Regions from separate parts of the Mus musculus genome. Here region 1 is linked to region 2. Evidence: chromatin contacts called from public Hi-C data. All regions are on one chromosome and are shown on one strand. Each heading gives the region's core, a stretch centred on a gene start, on an enhancer-like site or on the middle of the called end of the contact. The rest is flanking DNA. Distances are from core to core; before and after follow the strand shown. Region 1 overlaps Txnrd1 (thioredoxin reductase 1). Region 2 holds the start of 1190007I07Rik (RIKEN cDNA 1190007I07 gene).

The links. Hi-C and Micro-C count contacts between places; a contact is called where the count stands out from the background.
Region 1: a contact with region 2 is called in a Hi-C map of liver, with 3 times the contacts expected there. The contact joins the enhancer-like site here to the promoter of 1190007I07Rik in region 2. A contact is called at or near these places in 10 of 39 promoter capture datasets (the 3T3-L1 cell line, the C10 cell line, the SN4741 cell line and 6 more), 18 of 484 Hi-C or Micro-C datasets (CD4 T cells, the CH12 cell line, the G1E-ER4 cell line and 13 more), 7 of 115 datasets of contacts at active chromatin or transcription factors (the HPC-7 cell line, the SCID.adh cell line, effector CD8 T cells and 3 more) and 2 of 9 other capture datasets (adipose tissue and liver).

Annotation. Positions count from the first base shown.
Region 1 is chr10:82,874,729-82,882,476 of GRCm38.p6, forward strand. It overlaps Txnrd1 (thioredoxin reductase 1), which reads left to right. Exons shown (of 15, transcript NM_001042513.1): 3 at 1-7; 4 at 896-968; 5 at 2,538-2,657; 6 at 4,478-4,620; 7 at 5,022-5,137; 8 at 6,995-7,220. Among named protein-coding and RNA genes, the nearest start is that of Eid3, 12 kb to the left of the region's middle. Within about 2 kb of position 1,918, at least 31 of the 459 cell types and tissues checked have an H3K27ac peak or open chromatin away from gene starts, as enhancers often do. A contact at or near this core is called in liver, muscle stem cells and pre-megakaryocyte-erythroid progenitors, where this site is marked.
Region 2 is chr10:82,621,886-82,628,922 of GRCm38.p6, forward strand. It overlaps 1190007I07Rik (RIKEN cDNA 1190007I07 gene), which reads right to left and starts at 1,343. Exons shown (of 3, transcript NM_001135567.1): 1 at 1,080-1,343; 2 at 823-939. The coding sequence starts at 930.

The sequences.
Region 1 (7,748 bases), core at 668-3,167, 250 kb after region 2:
AGCTAAGGCAAGACTATCTGCTGGTGACATTAGGGTGCAGTACCCTCTCCCCAGGCAGCTCTCTGCATCCTCTGCATTTGTCCATCCAGGCTCGTGTGTTTATTCTGTTAACTTTGACAGGGGGTACAAAGACACAACTCTGTAGGTCACTTTTCCGGACTGAGGAGTTTCCTCTCCATGTAGAAGTTCAGAGCCCAGCAATTTAGGGCACACTTGGTGTGGATGGCCCTCAGGCCTGCCAGCCTTGCCAGCACGACTTTTACAAAGGGGAAAGTGGTTACAGTCCTTCAAGTTTTGGCCTCCATCAGCCAGTGACGGTGAAGTCTCCCAGTTGTCTCCGCAGTAGCACCCGGCGGGTCACTGTCTCAGTGGCATGCTTGAAGGACACACAGCCTCTGTCCTTGCTCTCCAGTAACCTTTGCAGGTCCAGTGGCTAGTATACCACGCTTCCTCTGTGAGAAAGAAATAGTCTCTACAAGAAAGACAATTTCAGAAAAAGAAAACAACCCCCCTCCCATATAGATATGAGGTAAACTCAGCAGTTCCTTTAACTGTGTCGCCTCACAGGGTACAGGGTAAGACACTCAGATGGCCTTACCAGGTGCTTATTATCACGATTTGTGCTGTGTCTGTTGATGTTCAAGGGGAACCATGCAGGAGTTAGCCAGGTCTGGCCAGCTGTTGGAAACAGTTTTGCAGCTGTAATCTGTATAATCGTTGATGTTGTCAGTGTTTTGGCTTTTGCCGTAGAGCTGAGCTAAGTGAGTGAGTGAGGTTCCCAGACTTCGATCTGTGATTGGCTGTACCTCAGGCTCTAGAGCATAATAAAAATAGTGTGGGTGCTAGCCCTCCTTTCCACGCTCTTGCTGGCTCATTTGAGTACTTTGTTTCCCAGGAGGCAGCCAAATTTGACAAGAAAGTGCTGGTCTTGGATTTTGTCACACCGACTCCTCTTGGGACCAGATGGGGTGAGTTTTTGAGATCTGCACGAGTGCTTTCCCCTGGTGGTGATGCCGATGGCTCCGAAAAGCTGACTTAAAAACGACAAAGCCCAGCTCTCCCGTGTGAACCGAGTTAAAGGGATCCAGTTCAGTGCTGTAGATTTAGGTTCAGCAGAACCCTTGACCGCAAGCTGACTTCCAGGGCCACCTTTGCATAATCTGTTACCCGGGAGAGTTGATGCTTTCTTCGAATCCCCCTGCATTCAGATCGTTAAGAAGGGCAGCAGTGGTCATCTGAGTCCTGCTGACTTGCGTGTTGCCTGCTCATTCATTGACTGTGTATCAGTGACTTGTGAGCCAGGAGCATGGGGCTGAGGCAGTGAACTCAGTGGAAGATGTTCCTGCCCCTGTGGAATGTACGCTTTAGTGGGAAACAGAAGTAAGAACTTGGCTCATGGTGGTGAGTGGTACGGAAAGAAGGACCTCCTGGGTAGAGGAGGGCTTTAGCTCTACAGAGTTCTAAGCCAGGGTTTCTGAAGAGATGCCCACTAGAGGCGCTGCAGGAGAGAATGGTGCAGACGTGCTAAAGGCTGAAGCAGACCTTGTAGGCAGTACTTGATAGCATGCCCACAGAGTAGACTCAGGCCCCGAGGCGAGGCTGTAAGAGTCCTCTGTTGTAGAGCTGGGTCGTCAGAGCTGGGTGTGCCAAGAAGTAAAAGTGGAGAGAAAGAGGCAGGTCAAACTGTACGGCACTTTACAGGCCACGGTGAGGACTTTGGACCAATGAAGGCAGATAATGAGGGCCTGTGAGGAGTTAGAGGCAAGAGAAATGATTATTAGTGCATTTTTACAAAGAGCACTCGCTGCTCACATTAGCTAGGTGGTGGCAGTCCAGCCAGATAAGACTGCAGCGCAGTCTGTGAGCTCACGTATCCTCAAGTGACTAAGTGTCACTCTGTTCCTGGTGCTGCGTTCAGTCCCTGACCTGTGGAGTTTAGACTTCATGGTGACACTGGTATTTTCAGAGGACAGGCCTTGAACTGTGAGCTCTGGAGCCACCTCCCTCCTCCCTGCCTGAGTTTCGTTCTAATAGAAAGCAGTGATCTCGATGGTCTTAGCGATTACTATTTTGGGAGAGAGGAGTTGTAACATGAGAATTCCTTGGAGAGTCAGGGAAAACTATAGGCTGCTTCCCCCAAAATTCACATAAGCATCAAATTTTATACATATTTTCAGACCTGTATCTAACTACGCTTAATATAGCAACCTCTTCACCATTTCTGCATGTAGATCCAGTAGCAGGTATAGGGTTCTGCACAGAGTACAATTTCGATGTTTGCATCACTATTGGTCATTTCTGAATCTGGAGGAAGTTATAGAAATTGTGGAAATGTGTCTGTTTCACAGTGACTACTTTGTTCTGTACATTAGGCTCCGTGACCTTAGAAACACTATGGCGCTTGCTACATTAGACTAATAATGGTGATGGTGGTGATGGTGATGATGATGTCATCGTCGTTTCATTACATCTTAATACTCTTTGGCTTCTTTGAAGGCCCTGCAGCGGGCTGTGAACTGACCTCTCTGTTGTTGCAGGTCTCGGAGGAACGTGTGTGAATGTGGGTTGCATACCTAAGAAGCTGATGCACCAGGCAGCTTTGCTCGGACAAGCTCTGAAAGACTCGCGCAACTATGGCTGGAAAGTCGAAGACACAGGTGTGGGGGAAGAGGAGGGGCTCAAAAGCTGTGTGGTCTTGGCAGTGTGCAGTCTACACATACCTGGACCTAGACGAGGTCCGCCTATCCCTAGTCAGCCCGGATCAGCCCCAGGGCTACCAGTTGTCCGGTCTGAGAAACGCTTCTTGAGCTCACAGGGTGTTGTGACCCGCACTCAGGGCTGTGGGCAATATTGAGTCGAATGTATTTATTGCACATGAGTTCGAATCATTGGCTTGGGGGCATTACCTGACAGCTGCACCACTGTGACTAGAGTGACTTACCTGGATGTCAGGCTTGCCTCTTGTCACTTGCTAGCATTGTGACAAGTCCGCCACCCACTGATTTACTTACAGTACAGTGCTTTAGTTTGAAAGAAAGCAATCAAAACCAAACTCAACCCACATAGGAATAGATATTGGTAAGATATTGGTAACTACTATAGGTGATTGGCATGTGGGGGCAGGGTGTGTACTGTCCTTTTCCGTTCCTGGTGGACAGTGAGTTCTGCTCTTCTGGTGAACAGAGGCCAGCCAGGTAGGCTTTTCCAGGCTCCCTCCAGCAGCCCTGCCCCCAGCCACCTTGGCTCCACAGCCCCTAAAGTGAGCGTCTCATTTAAAAGTTGTAACGTTTCCTGATGTGTGCACCAAGTGCCTGTAGTTTATTCGCTACAAAGCCACAGGCTAACTATTGTGCAGTCCTGCTAATTCAGGACACAGACCTAAGGACCATGAGCCTGGTTCCATCCTGTGCTCAGTGGCCAGCTCCTTGATCAGTGTGTTAGAAGCTTCATTTTCATGAGAGAGACCTGTGTTGTTTCCTCCTCTGCCATAACCTCCCTGGGACTTGTCTTCCTGTCTCTCCTGAGTGTATTTGACCTGTGTCCTGTTTTCTTCAAGTTGTTAGTAACAGTGATTAACCAGTGACTAAAGGTAGATGTTGGTGGTAGCAGTTGTTTTTTTGGGGTGGGGTGGGGGCGTAGGGTGGGGAAGACAAGGTTTCTCTGTGTAGCCCTGGCTGTCCTGGAATTCTCTCTGTAGACCAGGCTGGCCTCAAACACAGAGATCCACCTGCCTCTGCCTCCCGAGTGCTGGGATCAGACACGTACTGCTACTGAGACTGAAGTGTTTCTCTATAGTCTACACTGGCCTGGAGCACACCGCTAAGTGCTGCTGTAGATACGTGCTGTCACAAAAAGAGTACTTTTTTTTCTATCACTTTTAATTTTGAAATGTAGTGTGTACTGTCTTGACTCTAAGGATTAATTTAGTTCTAGAACAGAAGTTTTTCTTTTTTCCAGGTAAGGGTTTGGGGACAATGAGTTTCTCTGAATAAGGAGCCAGCAAGTGTTTGAGGCGCTGGGGCCTGACATACAGCTCTGTGGAATCACTCTGCCCTGTTTTCATATTGTAAAACCAGCTTCAGATGACAGGCAAATGAATTTGGCTGTATTTCAGTAAAAGTTCATTGACCAAAATGATGTCAGGCCACACTGAAATGTACCACAGTCTGCCCACACTGAGCATGCCCAGTTACGGTGTAGTAACCCGCACCCGGCTAGAGCAGAGCCTTTGACTTTGTTGCAGTTGCAGTTATAATGGCACCCTGTGCCCCACAGATCAGTGTTTATAATCCAAAGTCAACTACCAGCCCGCTCCTTGGTAAAGGAGGGAAGAATTTGTGTTGTGGTTTTGAATCCTGGGCACGAGAAAGTGGTGTTTGTGCTCCAAGAGAACTCGTCCTTCTGGGTGGGAACGAGTGACTGAAGAGCTAAGTCATCAGGCAGTGTGAAGGACTGAGCGCTCTCTCTTCTCACGCAGTGAAGCATGACTGGGAGAAAATGACGGAATCTGTGCAGAGTCACATCGGCTCGCTGAACTGGGGCTACCGCGTAGCTCTCCGGGAGAAAAAGGTCGTCTATGAGAATGCTTACGGGAGGTTCATTGGTCCTCACAGGATTGTGGTAATTATAAAGCTGTACTCTATGCTCCTCTCCTGCCTTCTCAAAATAGCTTTCACTGGTGTTAGCACAGAAAATCATTTCAAATGTGTTTTAAGAAATCAAATAAAGGTGCAAAAATTAAGGTCACCGTGACCTTAACTGTTCAGTTTGGTCACTTTGCTGCTACACTTCGTGGGGCCTTCTGTGGGGCTGGGGCGTGTCACTGTCCTGGGCCAGGTTACCTGGATGTGAGGCTTGCTCCCTCACCTTGTAGCACTATTCCTCAAGGCGGTCCTTCATCTGCTCAGCCTTTAGTTTCTCTTACTGTTCTGGGAACTGAGGGAGACACTGTAAGTGCCCTCTGCTAAGCACAGGTTCTAAGGGCTAGTCCTCCATTGGGATTGACATTGTTTCCTTTGCAGGCGACAAATAACAAAGGTAAAGAAAAAATCTATTCAGCAGAGCGGTTCCTCATCGCCACAGGTGAGAGGCCCCGCTACCTGGGCATCCCTGGAGACAAAGAGTACTGCATCAGCAGGTGGGTGAAACAGGCCCCGACTGGCCGTCTGCTTGGTTCCTTTCCTGGATTAGGAAAGAATTCCTTGCCACCATTGTCCTTGGGGATTGAAAGAAAGAGAGGCAGGGACTGACACTGTCTTAAAGGTTACAAGCTATAAGCCTTGGTGGCAGAGTGAGCACATGACCCTGGCAGCATGATGTAGTTGGAGTGACATTTCTCTGTGCACTTGATGTGTATTTGTAAACCAGGTGGCTATTTTGTAACATAAATGTGGTCTCCTGTAGGCGAGTTTATTTTGTGCAGAGCAAGGACCATGTTCTTTGTTAGTACTAGGGGAGTGGAAACAAAGGGTTAACTGACGTGGCTGTGCATCGAGACTTCTGAGGCCTTGGTCCACTGCATGACAGTACCCTGTAGAAGAACCTTCTAAAACATGTCAAGAAAAAAGATGTTTCTCATCAAAGGATAACACTACCAATACTGTTTTAATGATGACGTCATTAAAATAGATTGACAGTTTCTTCTATTTTGGATGTTTTTTTGCCTGGGAATTTCTGGATTCCTTCTTCTAGGAGTCATACTCATCTGGTGCTTCTGTCCCTACTACCTGGGATGTGTGGTCTTGCTTAGGGTCTTTGGGTGTTGTAACACAGTGACTAACTCGGGGCCTGCCCACAGTTCTGGAGGTTCAGTCATGAGCTTGCACTGGCCATGACTGAATCCCCAGCTCATAGGTGGCATCTTCCTTTAGTGGAAAGTGCGGTGGCATGTCTGTGGAGTTCTTTCATAGACTCTGGTCCTGTCTGTGAGAGCCAGATTTTTTTTTATGCCCTAATCATCTACTAAAAACCTATTAACACCATCACACTTGGGGTAGAGTACTATGGGGAATTTTAATATTTGGGCACACAAACATTCAGACCCTACCAAGGTCCCATCCTGATTTTTATTTTCTTAGAAATAGGGTTTGCCAATGTTGCCTAGATGAACTTGAATCCCAGGGCTCAAGTGATCCTGCCTCAGCATCACTTCTCAGGATGCTGCCTCAGCATCACTTCTCAGGATCCTGAGAAGCTGAGTCCACAAGCATCTGCCACTATGCCCAACACTTATTACTTTGGTGGTGATAGGCTGGAGGGCAATGCACAGCCCAGGTGAGCTTCACGCTCAGTTCACAGCTGAGGGCCATCAGAAACCCATGACCCTCCGCTTCTCCCTCCCAAGTGCTGGGTCTGCAGTCACAAACCCCTCACCTAGCTATCCTGACATAGAGTTCTTTGTTTTGTTTTCCTTGATTTTTGGTTTTTGAGACAGGCTCTTTCTATGTAGACCAGGCAGGCATCAAACTAAGACCTTCCTGCCTCTTTCTCTGAGGGCAGGGATTAAAGGCGAGTGCTGCTACACCTGGGCATTTTTATAGTCTCTTACTTCTAAACTCAACCGTAAAATTTTTGTTGAGTTAAACTTCTTAAATTATGAAGATTAGATTTTCAAAGCCTCTCCACCCCCACTTTTGCTCCTGGATGTTCCAGGAAAGAAGGAAAACATTTTCCACCCAGGAAGGCAACTGAGCATAGGTCAGTATGGTTTGGGTTTACAAATGGGTCATGTTTCCACGTAGTATAAAATGGCTGTGGGGTCTGTTTGGTGCTAGAAGTTATGTTGTCAGCTCTGTTTAGCCACTAGCATATTCAAAGACCAGCTGGGTATTGCCAACAAAGACGAGCATCTAAGACCTTTTAGAATTTTGTCATATGTATAGTGTCCTATGAAATAGTAAAAGTTCTCCTTCTTTGGAAAGTGGAAGATACTTGCATCTTTATTCATACATGAACATTTCTCTCTTTTCCTTTTCTCCCCCCTTACCTTCTCCAGTGATGATCTTTTCTCCTTGCCTTACTGCCCGGGGAAGACCCTAGTAGTTGGTGCATCCTATGTCGCCTTGGAATGTGCAGGATTTCTGGCTGGTATCGGCTTAGACGTCACTGTAATGGTGCGGTCCATTCTCCTTAGAGGATTTGACCAAGACATGGCCAACAAAATCGGTGAACACATGGAAGAACATGGTATCAAGTTTATAAGGCAGTTCGTCCCAACGAAAGTAAGTGGCTTTTCTGTGCTGCGTTGGTTTTATCATCACGGTGAAAGGCTGAACGGCAGGATGGTGGTAGAAGCAGGCAGACCTTTGAGCAGTAGGGGCCGTCGGGAGCGCGGTGCTGATGCATGAGCGTGCGCTGGCTGCTGTGACTGCTGCCTCAGAACCATTGCTGTGTCACGTCAGCGACCCCTTCCCTTGTTACCTTTACTGCATCCCTTCATAGCGGTGCCCCTGGTCTGCTGCACTCGGGACTGTTTGTGTCACTAGAACTCAGAATGCACACACCCACACACTAGACTCTCCCCTTCTCTCTTCTCTGCCTTCTGCAGGAAAACTTGTCATCATAGCCACTATATAATCCCATTTCCTTGGAGATAATTGTTTGTGGGCTGGCTTCCCCTCCATAAAGTATCTAAAATGCACCACGTTACGTCTATGACTTTGTTACCGTTACCTTAGAAGAGTGGTGACACTGGGCTGGGGTCATAGCTCAGTGGAAGAGTGCATGCGTAACAAGCAGAAGGCTCTAGG
Region 2 (7,037 bases), core at 93-2,592:
TGCTGTCCTAATGAGTGAGTTATGCTGGACACCTAAAACAAAGCATCTTAGCTGTTCTCCCTAAGGCAGCACTGAGTGCCAACTTTGGGCAGCCACCACGGTCTCCTTTCCTCTGCTCTCTCCCCAAACCTTTCAGTTATAACAGTGGTGGCTGGAATAATTGCAAAAGACAAGGTAGGTAATGGACATAAATCCCTTAAATAATAGGAAAGCATTCAGCATCCTATAGCAGCCAGCCACCTTGGCCTCTACGCCTATCAGTAAAGATTCTCTACTAACCAGTCTGAGGTGGCCTAGGACCCTTAGTACCGCTCATTTTAGAGACTGGTTTTGTTTTGCTTTCTCCCCAACTACAGGTAGCTGCTGGTAACAACCCTTGCACATCTCCAATAGTAATGAGATGAATCAAGTCAACCTCACAGGATCAAATTCTAGGCATTATTTCCTCGGTAAAGTGCGGCAGGCAACTACTCCTGCAGAAACGAGACACAAAACTGCATTTCCATTGAAAGTTCGTGACACTTTCTGTTTCACTAAGATATGCATATATCTATCTATAAGCATATAGATAGATATAGATTTAGATATAGATATAGATATCCCACTCCCGCGATACAGTTTCTCTGTGTAGCCCCGGATGCCCTGGAACTCGCTCTGTAGACCAGGCTGGCTCACCACAACTATTAGACACACTCTTGAGTGTTAAGAGCGAGCTAGGTATCCAAACACTGGGGACAATCTAAAAGTCAAGAGGGACTGAGCAAAGTGGACTGAACGCGAGGGTCTCACCCCGAGGATGGGCACGCGCCCTACAGCACTCACCAGGTCAGGCCGATAGTACCAATGCACCACCTGGGCCCCGGCGCACATGGCCAGGAGGCTGGAGGAAAGCATTTTCAAGTAGGCGGACCAGGGTACGCCCCCGGGCATGGTGGAGAGCTGGCGGGGACGGAAAGGGCACAGCGTTAGAGGGCTGGGTAGCCTTCAGATGGCCTGACCGCTGACCCTGGGTGGCTGAGTCGCAACACCACCTCGGGTGCCCCCGCAACTTCCTCCCCCGCGACCAGCGAGCGGGGCACCTGCTAGCTGCAGCCTGCGCCCGCCGAGCAGGGGAAGGAGGGCTCGGCGGTTCCTCGCTCCCTCAGCCACTCAGGGAGACGCTGGAGCCCCTCGTTCCTTCCCACGACTATGCGCGCACGAGACTGTACCGCGGAGTGCACGCGCGCAGGGAGACAGGTCACAGGGTCGCTTTAGAACCAGGACGGACCTCCAGCGGGCAGGAACCAAAGTACAGGGTCCGACGCAGCGACGGAGCGGAAAGCGGAGGCAATACTCGCGCAGGCGCACTCGATTGTTTCTGACGGACTTGGGGCTGGAATTGGGCGGGGGGGGGGGGGGGGAATTGACCGTTTCCACCCCTTAGCCAGCCTGGAATCCTAGCTCCTGGTTGGTCACTGTCCCAATCCTGCGTTTGCCATTCCTGGCAACTGTGATGTTTACAGCATCCTTTGATCTTTCGCACAAAGGAAACTGCACGTGTCCCACGTGGTTAGGAAGAGGCGGGGTTTCGCAGCACAGCACTTGCAAGGGCAAAGGGCAGGTCACACTACAGCTCCTCTTCTTAACCTGCAAATCGGACACCTTTGGAAGGACTCACTGACCGCTTTCTGGGAGTCGTCTATCACATCTCCTGTATATCAGATATTTACAAGTCACAGCAAAATCACTGTTATAAAATAGCAACAAAGTAAATTGTATTGTTGAGGCTCACCACAGCCTAAGGGTATTAAATAAAAAATCCTGAGGGTGTTGCAGGGTGGAAGCATTAGGAAGGTTGAGAACCACTGCTCTAGAGAGAGCAGCTCAAAGCTTTATTCTCCTGGTTCCTGCGGTTCTTTGAAACTTTACACAGAGCCACACCCAGGTACAGTACCTTTGGGTCATGGTTTTACTGGAAAAGAGACCTCCAATCACCTTACTTAATCTGAGAGTGTTTTTGATTGTGGGTTCATGCTTTGATTGTGGGTTCATTTTTGTTAAGTAAACTGCAAGAATTTTGAAGCATTAAGGTAGCATTGTGTAACAGGAATCGTGATAACTTTTTTTTTTAACTCTGGGCACAAAATTGCTCAGGATTGGGGGTGGAGGGCATTTGTCATTAAACCTGACTACACAATTTTGCTCCCCCAGCCCCACATGATGGAAGCAGAGATAGCTCTGTAAATTCTTTTCTTACACACACACAGGCACACACACATGCTTTTTTTTAACTTCATGATAATAAAAAAAATTAGTTTTAACTAAATGGTATTAAGTTTGACATATAATAATCTCACAGAAAGTATACATCTGGAAGACTATACCCACAACTAAGGCAATCAACATTATGCCCAAGTTTTCTGTGACTGTTCATGTGTGGGCACATATGCGATTTAGAGGTCAAAGGACAACTTCAGGAGCATTGAATCTCAGGCACTGTCCTTTCCTCTCTTTTTCCTTTTATTCCTCTTCCAAACTGGGTGTCTCATTGACCTGGAGCTCCCAAAATAGGATAGGTTAGCTGCCCAGTGAACCCAAGAGATCGGCTTGTCTCTGCTTCACTAGAGCTTAGCCCAATTGGCGACTTCCAGGTACCTGTCTCAGAACTAAACATGTAAATTAAACATGGTGGTTTAAATAGGTATGAGAAATGGCTCAACTTTTAAGAGTGGGTAGGGCTTTTGCAGAGGACTAGAAGGACACTGGCAACACTCAGGAAACTCACAGCCATTTCTAGCTCCAAACTTCTGGATCCCATGAGCACCTGTGCTCACATGCCTGGACCCACACATCCCCTCATGCATGTAATTCAAAATTAAAAAAAAAAATTCAAAAAGGCTGAGCATGGTGGCACACACCTTTAATTCCAGTTCTAGGGTAGCAGAGGCAGGGAGATCTCAGTAAGTTGGACGACAGTCTGGTCTACATATAATAAAATTCCTGAACAGCCAGGAGTACATAAAGAGACTGTGGTGGTGGTTTGAATAGGCATGGCCCCCACAGACTCAAGGGTTTGAATGCTTGACCCATGGAGAGTGGCATGATTAGAAGGTGTGGCCTATTGGAGTATATGTGGCCTTACTGGAGGAGGTGTCTCACTGGGCTTTGAGGTCTTAGATGTTCCAGCCAGGCTGTGTCTCACTCCCTTCCTGCTGCCTGCCAATCAGACATAGAACTCTGAGCTACCTCTCCAGCACCATGCATAACTCCTGTGTGTCCCAGTGCTTTCTGCCATGATGACAGACTAAACCTCTGAAACTATAAGCCAGCCCCAATGTTTTCTTATAAGAGTTGCTTCGGTCACAGTGTCTCTTCACAGCTATAGAAACCCTAAGACAGTAAGTAAATAAGAATAAGATGCAGAGTAACTGAGAAGTTATTTAATGTCAGCCTCTGACTTCCACACTTATCTACACAGGTACATGTACACCCAAACAGACACATACATACAAAATACAAATTAAAATGCATCATAATAGTTCAAACTGGACTTGAGCTTGCAGTGATCCTCCTGCCTCATCCTCTCAACTGCTGGGCTTATAAGAATATACCACCATCCACTGCTCTGGCTCATAGACTTCTGTATACTTGTATCCTTTGGTGGAGTATCTGTTCAAATCTCTTGCCCATTTTTTAAGATCTCTTTAATGTCATGCATTTGAATGTTTTGCCTACATGTATGTACCATGTGCATGCCTGTGCACTCAGAGGTCGGAAGAGGGTGTTGAACACTCTGGAACTGGAGTTACAGGTGGTGTGAACCACCATGTGGATGCTGGGAACTGAACTCCAGTCCTTTGCAAGAAAAGCATGTGTGTTAAACACACTCTCCAGCTCAATCGACCTGTTTGGTTTTTTTTTTTAAACTGTAAACTGTTCTTTATTTTGGATACAAGCCTTTTATCAGATACACTGCAAATGTCTCTTTCCAATCTATGCTTTATCTTTTCCTTAGTAGTATAACGAGACACTTAAAAATTTAAATAAATTCCAAATTTATTACCCCTCCCCACCCTTTTATGAGACAAGGTCTCTCTATCTTAGTTAGGGTTTGTATTGTTCTGAAGAGACACTAAATGTTTTCTTATAAGGGAAAACATTTAACTGGGAATGGCCTAGTTTCAGAGGTTCATCAGAGTCGGGAGGTAGCTTCTTCTTCTTGCATGCTGCCAGAGAAGAAGCTGAGAGTTCTACACCTTGATCCACAGGCACCAAGAGCCTGTTATACCACACTGAGCATAGCTTGAGCATGGAAGACCTCAAAGCCTACCCCACAGTAATACGCTTTCTCCAACAAGGCCACACCTACTACTCCACCAAGGTCATACTTCCTAATAGTGCCACTCCTTATGAGCCAAACATTCAAATACATGGTCCGTCTCTATAGGGATCATGCTTATTCAAACCACCTCAGTCTATGTGGTCCAGGCTGGCCTCAGACCCTAGGAACAAACAGCTGAGGTGCATATCTTACATACCAGAGCAGACCTGGCCTCCGGGACCTCCTGCATCCCTCAGGCCCTATCTCGAATCCCTGCCCTGAACTTTCCAGCCCAGGGGCTGGGCGGCCCTTCCCACAGAGGCTCTTTGCTACATAACCCAGACATTTTGGTTTCTTCTCTTCTTCTTCTTCTTCCTCCTCCTTTTCCTTCTCTCATGCGAACACACTTTCTCTCTTTCTCTTCCCCCCTCCTCTCTCCTTCCCCATGGCGACTTCCCCTGCCTCCTTCCTTGGGAGCAGTAAACTTACCAGGAGAGCAGCTTCCCAATAAACCAGAAGTTATATGCATTTTAATCTGGTTTGAATTGGCTCAGTTCACCAGTGGAGAAAAAAACTTATCAGTGTGACTAAAAGTGTGTGCCACCATAGCCCAGCCCTTTTGGAAAATAAAAGTTTTGAATTACATACATATGGGGATGTGTGGGTCCATGTGTGTGAGCACAGGTGCCCATGGAATCCATTAGTTTGGAGCTAGTGATGGCTGTGAGCTGCCTAAGTGAATGCTGTCTCAACTCAACGTCCTTCTAGTCCTCTGCAAGAGTCCCACCTACTCTTACAAGCTGAGCCATTTCTCCAACCCCAAAGTTGTTTCTTTTCTAAGTAGAGTTTTCACTGTTTTATATGTATTTTACTTTATGCATCTATGTGGCTTTGCTTGCAGGTTATTGTGCCCCTGCTTTCAGGTCTAGTGCCCCAGGAAATAAGACAAGGATGTCATACCCCTCAGGACTGGAGTTAGAGACAGTTAGTTGTGAGTCACCATATGGGAATCGAAGCCAGGTCCTCTGGAAGAGTAGCTGGTGTTCTTAACAGCTGAGCCATCACTCCAGCTGCCGATATGCTTCCCTTTAAAATATCCTAGGATTAAAAATATATACATATGGAGCACAAAGCCCTGGCCATCTCTGAGCTCACATCACAGAAGGGAGAGATCATTGTAATTTAACCAACGCCTCTTGTGAAACAAACCAGGCAATCTAATTCAGTCGGGCTTCTCACCATTTTCTGCCACGTAACCTAAAGAAACAGGGAAGCCTAACACTCGAAGATGTCAGTGTTCTGGATTCCTCGGGACAATGGAAGAGAGACATGGTGGGATGAGTGATCAGCCTCTCAAGGACTGAATGGTGGCAAGTTTCCTGGAAGTGCCCCCATTATTTATTTATTTATTTGCTTTACATCCCAGTCAACCTCCCCTCACAAGTCCCTCCCATTACTCCCTCCCTTCTCCTCATAGTACAGTCACTTGACAACATTCACTTAGGTGATACCCAAAGTGAGTGCTACCACCCCATCTTGGGACATCAAGTCATAGAAGGACTAATCATAGCCTCTCTCACTGAGCCCAACCAGGCAGTCCAGCTAGAGGAAGGGGATCCAAGAACAGGTGGGGGCTCACATAAAGACCAGGCTTCAATCTGCTACAAATGTGTAGGAAGCGTAGGTCAAGCCCTGCACGCTCTTTGGTGGGTGGTTCAGTCTCTGTGAGCCCCCATGGGCCCAGGTTAGTTGACTCTGTAGGTCTTCTTGTGGTGTCCTTGCTCACTTCTATCCCTCACTTTTCCACAGGACTCCCAAACACTGCTGAGCCATCTCACCAGCCCCCTAGAAGTGTTGTTTATTGTTACATAAAAGGCACTTTTAGCAAGTTAACTTCTGCATACCCAAACCTCTTCTATGATCTAGGGGTTATGAAGGAGCCATTGCCCAAGATTCTCAGACACAGGAGACTACCTGGTCTGCCAGGTACGTCTAAGGACTGATACTGTAAAACCCTTTGAAGGAACAACCCCCTCAAATCTCAGATAACAATCGCTGACAAGAGGCTACCTCAAAGCCTAGGTGTCATCACTCTGGGATTCACGGAGAGGGCTAGACGCCGTTAGACAACTCTCTGGCCAAACACCCACAGCAGACATTGAAAAGAAATTAAATGAAAACTCTTGGGGCTGGAGAGATGGCTCAGCGGTTAAGAACACTGACTGCTCTTTCAAAGGTCCTGAGTTCAAATCCCAGCAACCACATAGTGGCTCACAACCATCTGTAATGAGATCTGACTGCTCTCTTCTGGAGTGTCTGAAGACAGCTACAGTGTACTCACATAAATAAATAAATAAATAAATAAATCTAAAAAAAAAAAACAAACAAACTCTTAGAACCTCCGAAAGTCAAGTATGGTGATACATGCCCTGTAATCCCAGTCAGTATGCAAGAGAGTGAACAGGAGACTTGCCTCAGGTTGAGGCCAGCCTGGACTACAGCTGCAAAGCTCTAAGCCAAGTCAGGGGTACACAGTTTTGTAATTATCTCAAAAACCAAAAGAACCTCCGAGAAATCGAGGTGAGATTGCTGTCTAAGGTTCTAAAGCAGAGATGCATCTAGCATCTAGGCGAGTGTTTGTCCATCTCCAACGTAGACAACTGTTTATGGAAATCTTTGTAATCTACCAAGAGCTTCCCCTTACAGATTAGTAAACTGAGGCCCAAACATTGGTGGC